Regions from separate parts of the Columba livia genome. Here region 2 is linked to region 1. A link is a contact called in public Hi-C data. All regions are on one chromosome and are shown on one strand. The core of a region is the stretch at or near the end of the contact, and the rest is flanking DNA. Distances in the headings are between cores, read along the strand shown.

Region 1 (5,876 bases), core at 3,021-5,520:
CCATATCCAATTCAAGATGTGATTGTGAGGTATTTGTTTAGATAAGCAATCATTTGTTGCAAAGTTAACATTGCATAGATGCCTTTATGTAAAACATTTCAACAATTAGCAGATGTATATCACTTAGTGCTTTCAGTGCTTTTCTTCCCATACAATAAAAAATACCCTTATTTCACTGGTTCTGGCCTGCAGCTTTAGTATCGAATTTTCAAGGTAAGTACCATGCAGACATGCAACCTACAGAGCAGAAGAAAAATACTTCAAAATATTTAAAGTATAGAAGGGCTCACATCGAGATTAAATCACGGGTAACAAATAACCATGTTTCACTATGACGGCTTAAGTTTCTGATTTTACCCTACAGAAAGCATTTGTACAACAAACGTTGCATATCTGCCAAAAATTAAGCACACGCAATTAATGGCATATGTTAGGATTAAACGATACGACAGATACATGCATGTGCATGTCATATATTGTATACAGTGCTGCTACTGGGGAAAAGAAAAACTGCAGGCAGGAAATTCAGGAGGAAAAAACCAAGGGGGTTGCGTGGAAATAACTGCATAGTTATCTCTGCAGTATTCTGAGTGGAAATCAGCCATCTTCATACTGCTAACACACCATGAATCAGGATGTTCTTACTGCACGGACTTTGGAAATGAAGAACAATAATACAAATACACCAAAAACCCTCCTGGCAACTGCGCCATCACTACTACAGATGAACAGTTTCTCTCCTTGTACCACAAATAAACATGTCATGGGAGAAAATCAGGTGATGATGGTTCTTTATTTTACAAATAATATTTTTGTTTGCATGGCAGACAGTTTGAAAATCTACATCCCCGTAGTTAGACACAGCAAAACTATCAAAACAGTTACCTTGTCAAAAGGTTTACCAATAGCATTTTCTAAAGATAGATCTTCTGCTTCAAGAGCTGGATTGTAACGTTTGAGTTCTCTCAAGCACGCGTTCAAAATGTCCAGGATTGAAGTCTGGATGGCGAGCATAGCGGGGGTCATCGACACATGGATTTCCACCACTTCAGGTTTATGCTTCTCTAAAAATGAGTTCACTGCTATATGAAATCTAAGAGGAAAACAGCTTATTAGGATTTACATGGATGGTTTGCTTAACCTGCAATTATTCAAAAGTTTGTATAAACTACAATTATGCTTGTTTTAAATGTAAACAAGTAAGTTAATTGCAAAATAAATCAGTTTCTACTGATGTGAATTCTGCAGTCCTGTGAACAGCCTCAGATAACCACTTATGCCACAATTATAACTGTGGTCGTTCTAGTGATGCGAGGCTGCAGTGCTGCTGAACGATCCGCGGGAAACTGCTGCACTAGATTCCACATCATTATTACACGTAACAACTATTAAACAAAAAAACTCTCGTAAAAGAGGAACTGGAAAGGGTCCGTAAATGCTTTGGAATCACGTGGATCCACTAGCAGATCCTGCCACGTTCCTGGCTTCCAACGACAAGCAGAAAGAGACCACGGAGTTTCATCATAATTGGAAACAAACACCTCCATGAATGGCACAACCGACAGACTCTATTCCTGCTACTTCATGGCTTAAGTAATCTGGTTAATCAAGTGCAGCTTTTCTTAAATTATTAGCAATGTAACTTTCTGCTGTGATTTCTATTGCCTAGAAGGAGAGCTATACCATAGAGCTCGGCTCTTTACAGATTTAATTTTGGTCTATTTTGAAAAATACATACAGAAATTTAGCATCTTTAAGACTACGTCTTCCGTCAAAAACCAGATGCAATTTGTTTTGGAATACAAGAGGGAACACAAATTATCAGTGTGGCTGCATACACCTCATCTTCTCTGGAACCCTTTGTAATATCCTTCATCTTTCTTTTACGTTTAACTCTCCAATGAAGTAAATAGGTGCCTTACCTTGGCCACAGATAAAGTTTCCTGACAAAAAGATTTCGCATCACTCTTTCCACCTGGCAAAAGCCAGTGTTAAATGCAACCGCATTATCTGTAAAAGCTTTAATGAAGCCTTCCTTATTCTTCTGGCGGTAAAGTCGCAAGATAAATGCTTCCTGACAGGACTCAATGATTCTGTGCGCTTTGTATACCAAAATGCCTGGCAAAATAAAGGTTTTCAAGTTGCAAGTAAAGAAAGCTCCAATTTTGTATAGATTTCTTCCTCAAAACTTATTATTTTAACTTTTTCTTCTTAAATAAAGTACAATAGCAATTTAATTCTTCTAAAGTGATGGTTGGATAAACTTTCCAGAGTTCAAACCAAGCAATTCCACAATTTCAGTATCACGGAATCCCCAAAGAACAGAACTGGGTTAATGATACATTTTTAGCAAAACCAACCAAACAAAACGCAAATGCAACACAAACCAACCAAGCAAAACAAACCCACACAAAACAATCAACAAAACCAAAGTAAAACAAACCAACCCCCAAACTTGTACAGGACTTCTTATCTTGTCTGACCAAGCTGATCTCCTTTTATGATCAGGTGACCCAGCTGGTGGATGAGGGGAAAGCCGTGGATGTGGTCTATCTGGACTTCAGCAAGGCCTTTGACACTGTCTCCCATAATATACTCCTGCAAAAGCTGGTAGCCCATGGCTTGGACAAGTGCACTCTCTGCTGGGTTAAGAACTGGCTGGAGGGCCGGGCCCAGAGAGTGCTGGTGAATGGGGCTGCATCCAGCTGGCGGCCAGTCACTAGTGGTGTCCCCAGGGGTCAGTGTTGGGTCCAGTCCTGTTTAACATCTTGATTGACGATTTAGATGAGGGGATTGAGACCATCAACAGCAAATTTGCTGATGACACCAAGCTGGGAGGGAGTGTCGACCTGCTGGAAGGCAGGAGGGCTCTGCAGAGGGATCTGGATGGATTGGAAAATGGGCTGATTCCAATGGGCTGAAGTTCAACAAGGCCAAGTGCTGGGTCTTGCACTTTGGCCACAACAACCCCCTGCAGCGCTCCAGGCTGGGCACAGAGTGGCTGGAGAGCAGTCAGACAGAAAGGGACCTGGGGGGACTAATGGACAGGAAGCTCAAAATGAGCCAACAGTGTGCCCAGGTGGCCAAGAAGGCCAATGGTATCCTGTCCTGTATCCAAAATAGCGTGGTCAGCAGGACAAGGGCAGTGATCCTTCCCCTGTGCTCTGCATTGGGGAGGCCACACCTGGAGTGTTGTGTTCAGTTCTGGGCCCCTCAGCTCAGGAAAGAGATTGAAGTGCTGGAGCGGGTCCAGAGAAGAGCAACAAGACTGGGGAAGGGACTGGAACACAAGCCCTATGGGGAGAGGCTGAGGGAGCTGGGCTTGTTTAGTCTGGAGAAGAGGAGGCTTAGAGCTGAGCTCAGCACTCTCTAGAACTACCTGAAGGGCAGTTCTAGCCAGGTGGGGATTGGTCTCTTCTCCCAGGCATCAGCAATAGGACAAGGGGCCATGGGCTTCAACTCTGCCGGGGGAAATTGAGGCTGGAGATGAGAAAGCAATTCTTTGCAGAGAGAGTGGTCAGGCATTGGAATGGCTGCCCAGGGAGGTGCTGGACTCACCGTCCCTGGAGGTTTGTAAACTGAGATTGGACATGGCACTTAGTGCCATGATCTAGTGAATGGACTGGAGTTGGACCAAGGGTTGGACTGGGTGATCTCTGAGGGCTTTTCCAACCCAGTCCATTCTGTGATCTCAGAAAATTCTTTACTCCTTCTTTACTCCTGAGGCAAAACTTGAGCCTTTTGAAAAGGGTAAAAGAAAAAGCAAGACACAATTTTGCAACAAAGAAAATTTGGTTTGTTCAAGATTGTGATATTCAAATTATTTTGTTAGAGAAGTTCTGGAATTACAGACTTGTCAAGTATGTTTCACTGGCAATAGTCCAAGTGTTTACATAATCAAAGAACTACTGAAAATACTTATTTTGCTTTTCTACACCTTCTGATATTCATGTTCACACTTGAGGACAGAAAGAACCATCAACTGTGTGAGTACACTTCCAATTTCCTTCATGGCCATGGGTGTGTCAAGAAAAAAAGATGCATTTTAGTACTGAGAAAGTGAAACAACAGTTTAACTACATTAAGTGCTTGAGGTGAATACTTCCAGGATTTGCACTTCACTCAGCCAAGCCCTGTTAAAACCAAGCCTTATTTTTAACTCACGCCTAATTGTGCTAAATAGCACATTACATTTTTTTCACCCCCCCTCAGTGAAGTGAGGCCTCTGTGGTACTTTTATCTGTTCACAGCTTCCAGTGAATGATAAATGCCTTTCAAAAATGGCAGCAAAGGACATCAAACATCACAGGTTTTACACTGTAGCTACAGAAGCTGAAACTCACAGTGTGTTTCACTTCTGTAACAAGTTTCTTCAACTCAGCACCCAGCCATTGTTTTTGCCATGCATTTGCTTTGTAAATTAAAAAGCATTTATAAGAAAAAGAATTCCGTGTAACTGCTGCCATTCATGATCAAGTCACGCAATAATCCACTACAGAGTATTTTTCTGTCTAGATATTCTTGCATCTCTCCTATGAAGCAAATTTTTCAGGACCTAATAAAGATCACATTGATTATTAAACATCCTCCAGTTTGTCTTGTGACTCCGCAAGGACCTCACAGGAGACACAGGCGTTGTGTTTACCCTAATGCCTCCCTGCTTTCAGTCAATCTTCCTGCTTTGAAGTGAGCTCATAGTGCTGTGTAAGCCCTGCCAGAAACAACTTGCCATGCTTTACTACAGCACCTTGCACCAGTTTTACTGTGCTATTAAGTATATCATTTCTGTCTGGCCAAAAGCACCAGGAATAATAGCTCTTTACTGCAGTGATCATTTCTGACCTTCATTTAGGTGAATTTATGAGTTCATCAGGTGTTAATTCACACGTGACTCTACACCAATTTTATAAACATTTATAACACCTAGCAAAATAAAAAGAAGTATGTGCATGGTAACTCCTCAAGAAACACTATTACAAGCTTTTGTTGTACACTGTCACACACAGGTAATATGCGTTTCCGACAGAACTCGGTGTCACCCACATTTTAAATGCAGCAGGTCTGTGGAGGCTGCTGTCACACTGACCTCTAGTGGCAACGCAAAAACTAGTACAACGGTCATTCTATCATTCTAGGACAGGGCTATTTTTCAAGTCTGCAATGTATTTCTTCTTTTCATACTGGCAAAGTCCAAAGGTGGTGGTTTTTGTTTGTTTGGAGTTTGTTTTTTTTTGTCCTTCCTCTTTGGTAGGGCAAAAAGGTAGAGAGGAAGCAGCCAAGGGGAAGATGAGAAAATGCCCAGAAAATGTGTTCACATTTCTAACCTAGAAATACCAGAATTAACAAATCTGGTGTCCTTCGGCTCCAGCATAAAACTGTTCAAACTGTTTCACAGATTGGAGCTTTTAACACACTGACTAAAAGGAACAGGATACAGTTTCTGAAGCGGAAACTTACATTCTTCTAAGCATTCAATACTCAGTTATATATATAGCCATTAAGATGTTAAAAAATAGCAGTAAAATATTCTTGTATTCCTGGCTCTTAGATATCTATTTTATTAACTCTCCAGGGTTTCCAGCTTAGACAAGAACATAAAAATAGCAGTGGCTGGGGGAGTAGGTGAACAGAACATGAGAGGAAAACACATCTTTCATGTATAAATCCTACATAACAACAAAAAAGGTGCCAAGCGATAACCAAAATCTTTACAAGGATAGTTACAGCATTACTTCAAAATACTGCTATTCAGATAGTGTCCAAGGTGCATCCAGACAAAGATTAGTATGATATTGCTATTTTTTGATAGGAAAAGGCATGAGGAGAACTTTGTTCATGCAAAAAATTGGCAGTGTGCATTGTTGACAAAACATGGC
Region 2 (6,041 bases), core at 231-2,730, 87 kb before region 1:
CAGACACCGACCTTTACTAACGCTGGCGCAGGCTTTGCCGCAGGCGCGGTGCTGGTGGTCGGCGTGGTTGCAGCAGTAGAACGTGTAACGTGCTGTTCAATTGTAGAGGGGGTTTTGAGAAATTCAGGAACTGGAGAGGTTAAAGGTGGATACTAGTATTAAAAAAATATAAGGAGAAAGAGAAACATTAAAAACATCCACCATCTGAGTCATTGAAAAAATGTGATAAAGTTAAGACAATTTACTTAAATTCACAAAATATTTTTGGGAGGAATAGTGCAAACTGGCCTTTCTTGTATTTGTGCCTACAAATATTCTAACAAGGCATATATTGGCACACTACAAATATATTAAATGAGATAAACTGGTTTCTTACCTTGACTTCTTCGTTTGTATTATAACTACTGCATGTAAACGCATCCAAAATCTGTTTTTACTAATACAGAATTTACTTCTAGTTTCACCAAAGGGAAACAGTAATTGATTTTAATACCAATTTTGTAGTGTATCATAAATATTTTTCCGACATCATTAACATTTTTCTTTATTATTATGATTTTTATTCTTCTTTTTTTTTTTTTTCTGTGGATAGAAAGAATGATAACCAAAAAGGATTTAGAACAACATACAAAAAGAGCCCTCAAGAAAGGGCTTTGTTTTTATAACCTTTACACTGCTGTTTTAATTTGCAGAATTCTTTTCTCCTTCTAACACACATGCAAACAAATAAAGAAGTATCATCAAGACATTTTCTTTCTTTCCTTCTTACAAAACCATCAGAAAGAGCTGGAAGTGCCTTCAGAACTAACCTCACCCATTCAAGTCAGGAACATGTTACTTAAAATGTTCCTAACACGTATTTGCCCCTGGCTGGTGGCCCAGAATCAGATTAACTAATTGATGCCAGCTCTTAACTTGATAATTGCAAAACTCTTCTAGACCTGACAGCTGTCGCTACAGAAACCTCCTCTTCATGCAGTCTGTCAGAATTACAGCAAGAGCTCATGTCTAATATTTTTTCTGGTTAGCATTACCATGTTTCATATATGAAGGCTTCTACAACCAAAGAATTACAGCTTTTAAGAATATAAGTCATACTTTCATATGCAACTAAGTATAGAAAAATAGTTCAAATAAAATTGTATTAATTACAAAAAAAGGAGAGATAAGGGTTAAAAATAATTAAAGGAAGAATGGAGTGCATTGTTAGCAAGTGCTAGCGGAGATACCACCATTTATGACTCTGCTTGAAGCAGCGTTACAGTCTGACCCCAGGCTCACCAGGGGCACACCAAAGCAGCTGCTGAATTCACAGGAAACCCGCTTTATTACCACACGCTTGAGGCCTTCACTGTTTTCTGTCTGTGGAGGCAGGATCTTGTGAACACGAGAACCTTACCACCCAGAGCAGGACTGCCAGCAAACCCTCTCTCTCTTTCATGAGGGTCAAACAGCAAGACAGGGGAACAGACTTTGTTCCGGAGGATCCCGCGGCAGCAGAGCAGCCTGTGTTGAACACACAACTTCCCGTGGTGTTTTCACGGCAAGCACAGCCCTGCCTGCGCCCGGAGCTGCGTTTCTTCTGTACCTGCCCCCAGCACGATCACAGGACTGTGTAGGTACAGTCCAGCAGCCTGAGCGTCACTGCGTTTGTTCCCTTGCTGTTACAAACACCATGTGTGTCATTTCTTCTGTAAGCTTACCCAATTCCATACTGACTTAAGACTTCATTATGATTCTTTTCCTGGCACCACTACACCTACCAGAAGATTGCCAAAAGTTTTCCTACATAATAAGCGAACTTCACCAAGCTTAACTTTGTCATATCCATTTTTCTTGTTCTGAAATTGTTATCTGATTTAAAACCTATTTCCTTCTATAGTCAATATCCCTCTGATGGGATATAGACCCTGTACACAAACAGATCTCAGCCCTTGTTTTTCTAGCTACACAAATGAATTTTTATTCTTTTCTCATAAAAGAGATTTTTCGCTCTCTGCTCATCCTTTCCTATTTGTGTTACAATTTTCATCAGTGTTTCTTGGCTCTGAGTGACTGGAAATGTACAGGATATTCCATGTGGGATCCTCTCTCAGACACACGGAGCAGCTTGCTGCCGCCCCTCCGTGTGCCTTCCCGCTTGTCCTGGTTTTGTTAAAAACAAGTTTCTCTTTTAGTGAATTTGCCTGTCAGCTGAAGCTTCATAAGAGCTGCATTCTCCTGGAGAACCAGATCCATGTTTTGGTGAACACAGCAATGGAATGTGAAGTTATTGACAAGCATGGATGGACATCTCGGGAGAGGGGCGACGAGAAACAGGTGACCAAAAACTGACCAACTGTGTATAACATCCCATTCACCTGATACCCCATATAAAAGTGGGAGATCACGAGGATCTCGTCCCTTTTCCTTATGGCGACATTAGGAGAGGACCTTGCGAGTCATCCCTGCGAACTGAGGCCAGTGACAGACTGAATCCAGCTCCGGTTGGCTGCAGAGTCCAGTCCAGGACTTCGGGTGCCGGCTCTGCAGTTGCTGAGACTTTCAAGATTGGTTTTATATATTCTGTATTATTTTCTCTATTCTTATCAGTAGCATTAGTAACACATTGTTAATTTTCCCAATTCTCTTGTCTCTGTCCTTCTTTCCCTCCGGATGGCCTGTGCTGAGTGGGAAGGGGGAGAGGGAGGGACAAAAGGGGTGGGGGGGGAGGAGAGGAGGTGAACAATACATCTGCCAGTGTTTGATTGTCACCCCGCAATCTAAACCCTCAACACCGCTCCGTGTGCCTTCCCCTCTGCCTGCACCTGAGGCCCCAGCTCACCACGGGTCCTTTTCATGCAAAGGAAATGTCTTGTGTATTTTTTTTAAGAACTGTTCTGTTCTACTGGAACTCTATCTCTCTCCTAAAAGCCAAATCAACCAGTTCTTCCTGCATACCAGCAATCCAACTGTGCTGACTGTGCCCTCCAGCTTCTGGTACGTGACCCATTCTTATGTCAAGGTTGTTAATAACATAAAACCGGAATGCCCTCAGATCAACTCCTGCCAACTTCCTTTCAACCCAGTGCTTTCCTCTTTCTGCCTTATCTCTACTAATCACCATCTTCTCTGGTTTTGCCAGCATTCAATATCATACAGAATTAAATCCAGACAAATGAGATCACTTTCATTTCCATTGTTTAAGAAAGCAATTGGATCACCTACTACAATATTCCTTTTATAAAAGTCCATCCATTTCCCTATATTCCTATCAGTAAATATTCTTTTTCTTCAGAATACCTTCTAAAACCTTGCATTCCAATTAAGTCAGATCGGTACTTCTCCCTAATTAATTTCTTCCCGTGCTTTACTATTCTCCCATGAGATTGCACCAGAAAGGGCTTAAATCAGACATTTTGCAACTGTATTTTTTTGTATTTCTGGGATGGCGTTTATCAGGCTTCCCATCTGCATGCACTAAGCTGACTTTTGCTTGCAATTAAATTATAGTTATTTTCCCTTCTATCTCTGTTTGTTTATCACGTTTTGCTGTGTCTCCAACGTCCAGGTGCGCAGAGGCAGCTCCAGGCACCCCGTGCCGCTCCCCAGCCCGCGCCGTTCGGCACGGCAGCTCTGCTCGCTCACCGCGCCGCACGCCTGCCTGGGCTTGTGTCAGCTCATGTGGCGGGCTCAAGATACAAATGCCTCTATTTTTAAATCCAGCTTTCAAAGCATTTGCTCTGGAAAGCATCCGATAGCTACACAGTATCTGTTCTTCGCTGGACTCACCTAAGAACTGGCAGGGGACTACAGAGGGACTTAGCCTTTAAGAAAGGGCTCTGGATGCTGTACTCCAACATATTGCACTCCTGGTGCTATCAAATGTAAAAGGCTTACTCTAGTCACAGCAGTAATATTTAAAAGCAGTTTGTCTTTGAATCAGAGTGTCATATACAGTATTAGTCATATACAGTGTTAGCATAAAGCATGGGAGAATTCTAATGATTCCTGATATTCATTGATTCCTACATTTTCTTTTCCTGAAGTCGCATCTAAAAAGCATTTTAAATGTTTGATCCTACAGCTCCTTCATTACTTAATCTTTCACCATTCATCGCTCTGATCCTTCCTGAACCTAAACAAATGACTTGATTTCAAACATACTATTCAGCAACCCTCTATAGCTTATGAAAACAACAGCACAACAAAACGCTTTCAAAGAGAAAAGTTAACAACTTTCAAAACAGTCCGACAAACACCACGAAACAACAAACCAACACCAGAACAAAACCAAACCCCCTCCACCTCCCTAATTCATAGTGCATTGCTTTTTCCTTATATTAGTTATCCTAATCTACAAAGGGTTATAATGGCTACATGAAATACAAAGATTTTTACCGTCTTCCCAATTTTACCTGCAGGTGTTAAGTACAGCAATGAACCATGCATATCATTTCTTTGATAATTTTTTAAATTAAAAAAATTAAATTAATAGGTCTCAGCCTCTTAATCTTTCCATTACTTCACTAAGTAATCAAGTTATTTCCTTTGAACAGATGTTCTGTTTCCAGTTACAGACAGTATGATTTCTGGACCTTTTCTTCTGGCTGCAGACAAGCAGGTCAACAAGGTACGCTGGATATATGAAGAGAACAGTCATTATATTCTGCCTCATCGAGTAAAATACTTCAGCTGTTTTGAAGATATGTCTTCAGAACTGTGAACACCACAACCAGTCTATTTAGAGTGCTTTAGTTAAAATGCCTATTCCTTACCAGATGCAAATACATCAGGTTAAAGCAAGTTTTAGGTCACCAGTCAACAAGAGCTGAAGGGTCTCCCCATTATGTTACATGCTCGGAGGGCTGGAAGTGTGTGCAGGAGGAAGCCTTGAGAAGAACTCTGGCTGCACTTCACTGTTTTCAAACATTCTTTGTATTTTATGTTGTAATAAAATGTAAAATTTGTCAGAGGAAATGAAAAGAATGAAAGAGCAATTTCCCAGACTCGTCTCCTGTAGAGACATGAGGTGCTGTTCTTCCTTATTCCAAAAGGAACAAGGTAAGCAGCTGTTTTATTCTGCAGAGAAGCAGCTTCACCTTTTAGATGTGTGCACAGAAGCGGCTGTAATACGTTGTGAAATCCATGAGCAAAGGATTGAAGTTCTACCTGAAGTGCTTTTTCAATCAAGTTCAAGCGCTCCGTTATTTCACTGCTGCAATCACGTGTCTTATGCTTCCTACTTTAAAAGCTTTTGGCATGTACTGCTTTGAGTATTTTGATTTAACTCTCCATTAGGAACCCAACTCTTTACTTAAGAATCTCCTTTCATGTGGATTGTTTTCAAATTATTGAACACCAATTACATTCTGTGGATGTGAAATGCAGTTCACATCTTAGTTCACACGTTGGAGAACAACAAAATAAACCAGAAGCGCCAAACTCTGTATCCAGCTTTGGTTTGTGATATGAACTTTGCAATACTTTTCTGGCTACTCCAGTAATAAGAAAACTGAAGAGAGTAATTCCAGGTCCTGAACTACTCAGCTGTCAAATAAGACAATAAGACAATAACAATAAGACAATTAAGACAATAACATCTTTGGAGCATGAACAATATTTATCTCATATTTAACTGTTTAATTTTGCATTACTTTATACAGTAAGAACTAAATATTTGGTTCTGCCTTATCATTTCTTTGTGTCTTAATAAATTTCAGCACAGTTCCCTATGTAGAGCCCTGGGCTTTGCTACGAATCCTCTTGAGAGTTTAAATCCATAAATAAATGCATTTGCCAAAAGAATGCTTAATAAAAAGACAAGCATGAAAATAATTAGAGCTACAAAGTTACGCATCTTTTTCTCGTTTGTCTAGTGGAGAAAATGATGAAGGCACACTCTCAGAAATCCTCCTGTAAAACATCTGTTAGACATCACAGCTGATCAACATCGACCTGAAGAACGTTACACATTTATAGCAGTACCATTCTCATATTGGTCAATTTTGATACCCTCCTAAATTCTTTCAAAATAAAGTAATTCGATGTTTGAGTTACAC

Evidence for each region. A called contact is a pair of places that touch in the nucleus more often than the background predicts.
Region 2: a Hi-C map of crop shows a contact between it and region 1, with 4 times the contacts expected there. The contact joins two enhancer-like sites. A contact is called at or near these places in 2 of 2 Hi-C or Micro-C datasets (crop and liver).

What each region holds. Positions count from the first base shown.
Region 1 is chr15:1,207,400-1,213,275 of bColLiv1.pat.W.v2, reverse strand. ERCC4 (ERCC excision repair 4, endonuclease catalytic subunit) reads right to left here. Exons shown (of 11, transcript XM_065030440.1): 3 at 1,923-2,118; 4 at 886-1,093. Among named protein-coding and RNA genes, the nearest start is that of ERCC4, 4.7 kb to the right of the region's middle. Within about 2 kb of position 4,270, at least 1 of the 3 cell types and tissues checked has an H3K27ac peak away from gene starts, as active enhancers do.
Region 2 is chr15:1,291,065-1,297,105 of bColLiv1.pat.W.v2, reverse strand. It overlaps MRTFB (myocardin related transcription factor B), which reads right to left. Exons shown (of 17, transcript XM_065030431.1): 9 at 12-152. Among named protein-coding and RNA genes, the nearest start is that of TRNAT-CGU, 27 kb to the left of the region's middle. Within about 2 kb of position 1,480, at least 1 of the 3 cell types and tissues checked has an H3K27ac peak away from gene starts, as active enhancers do.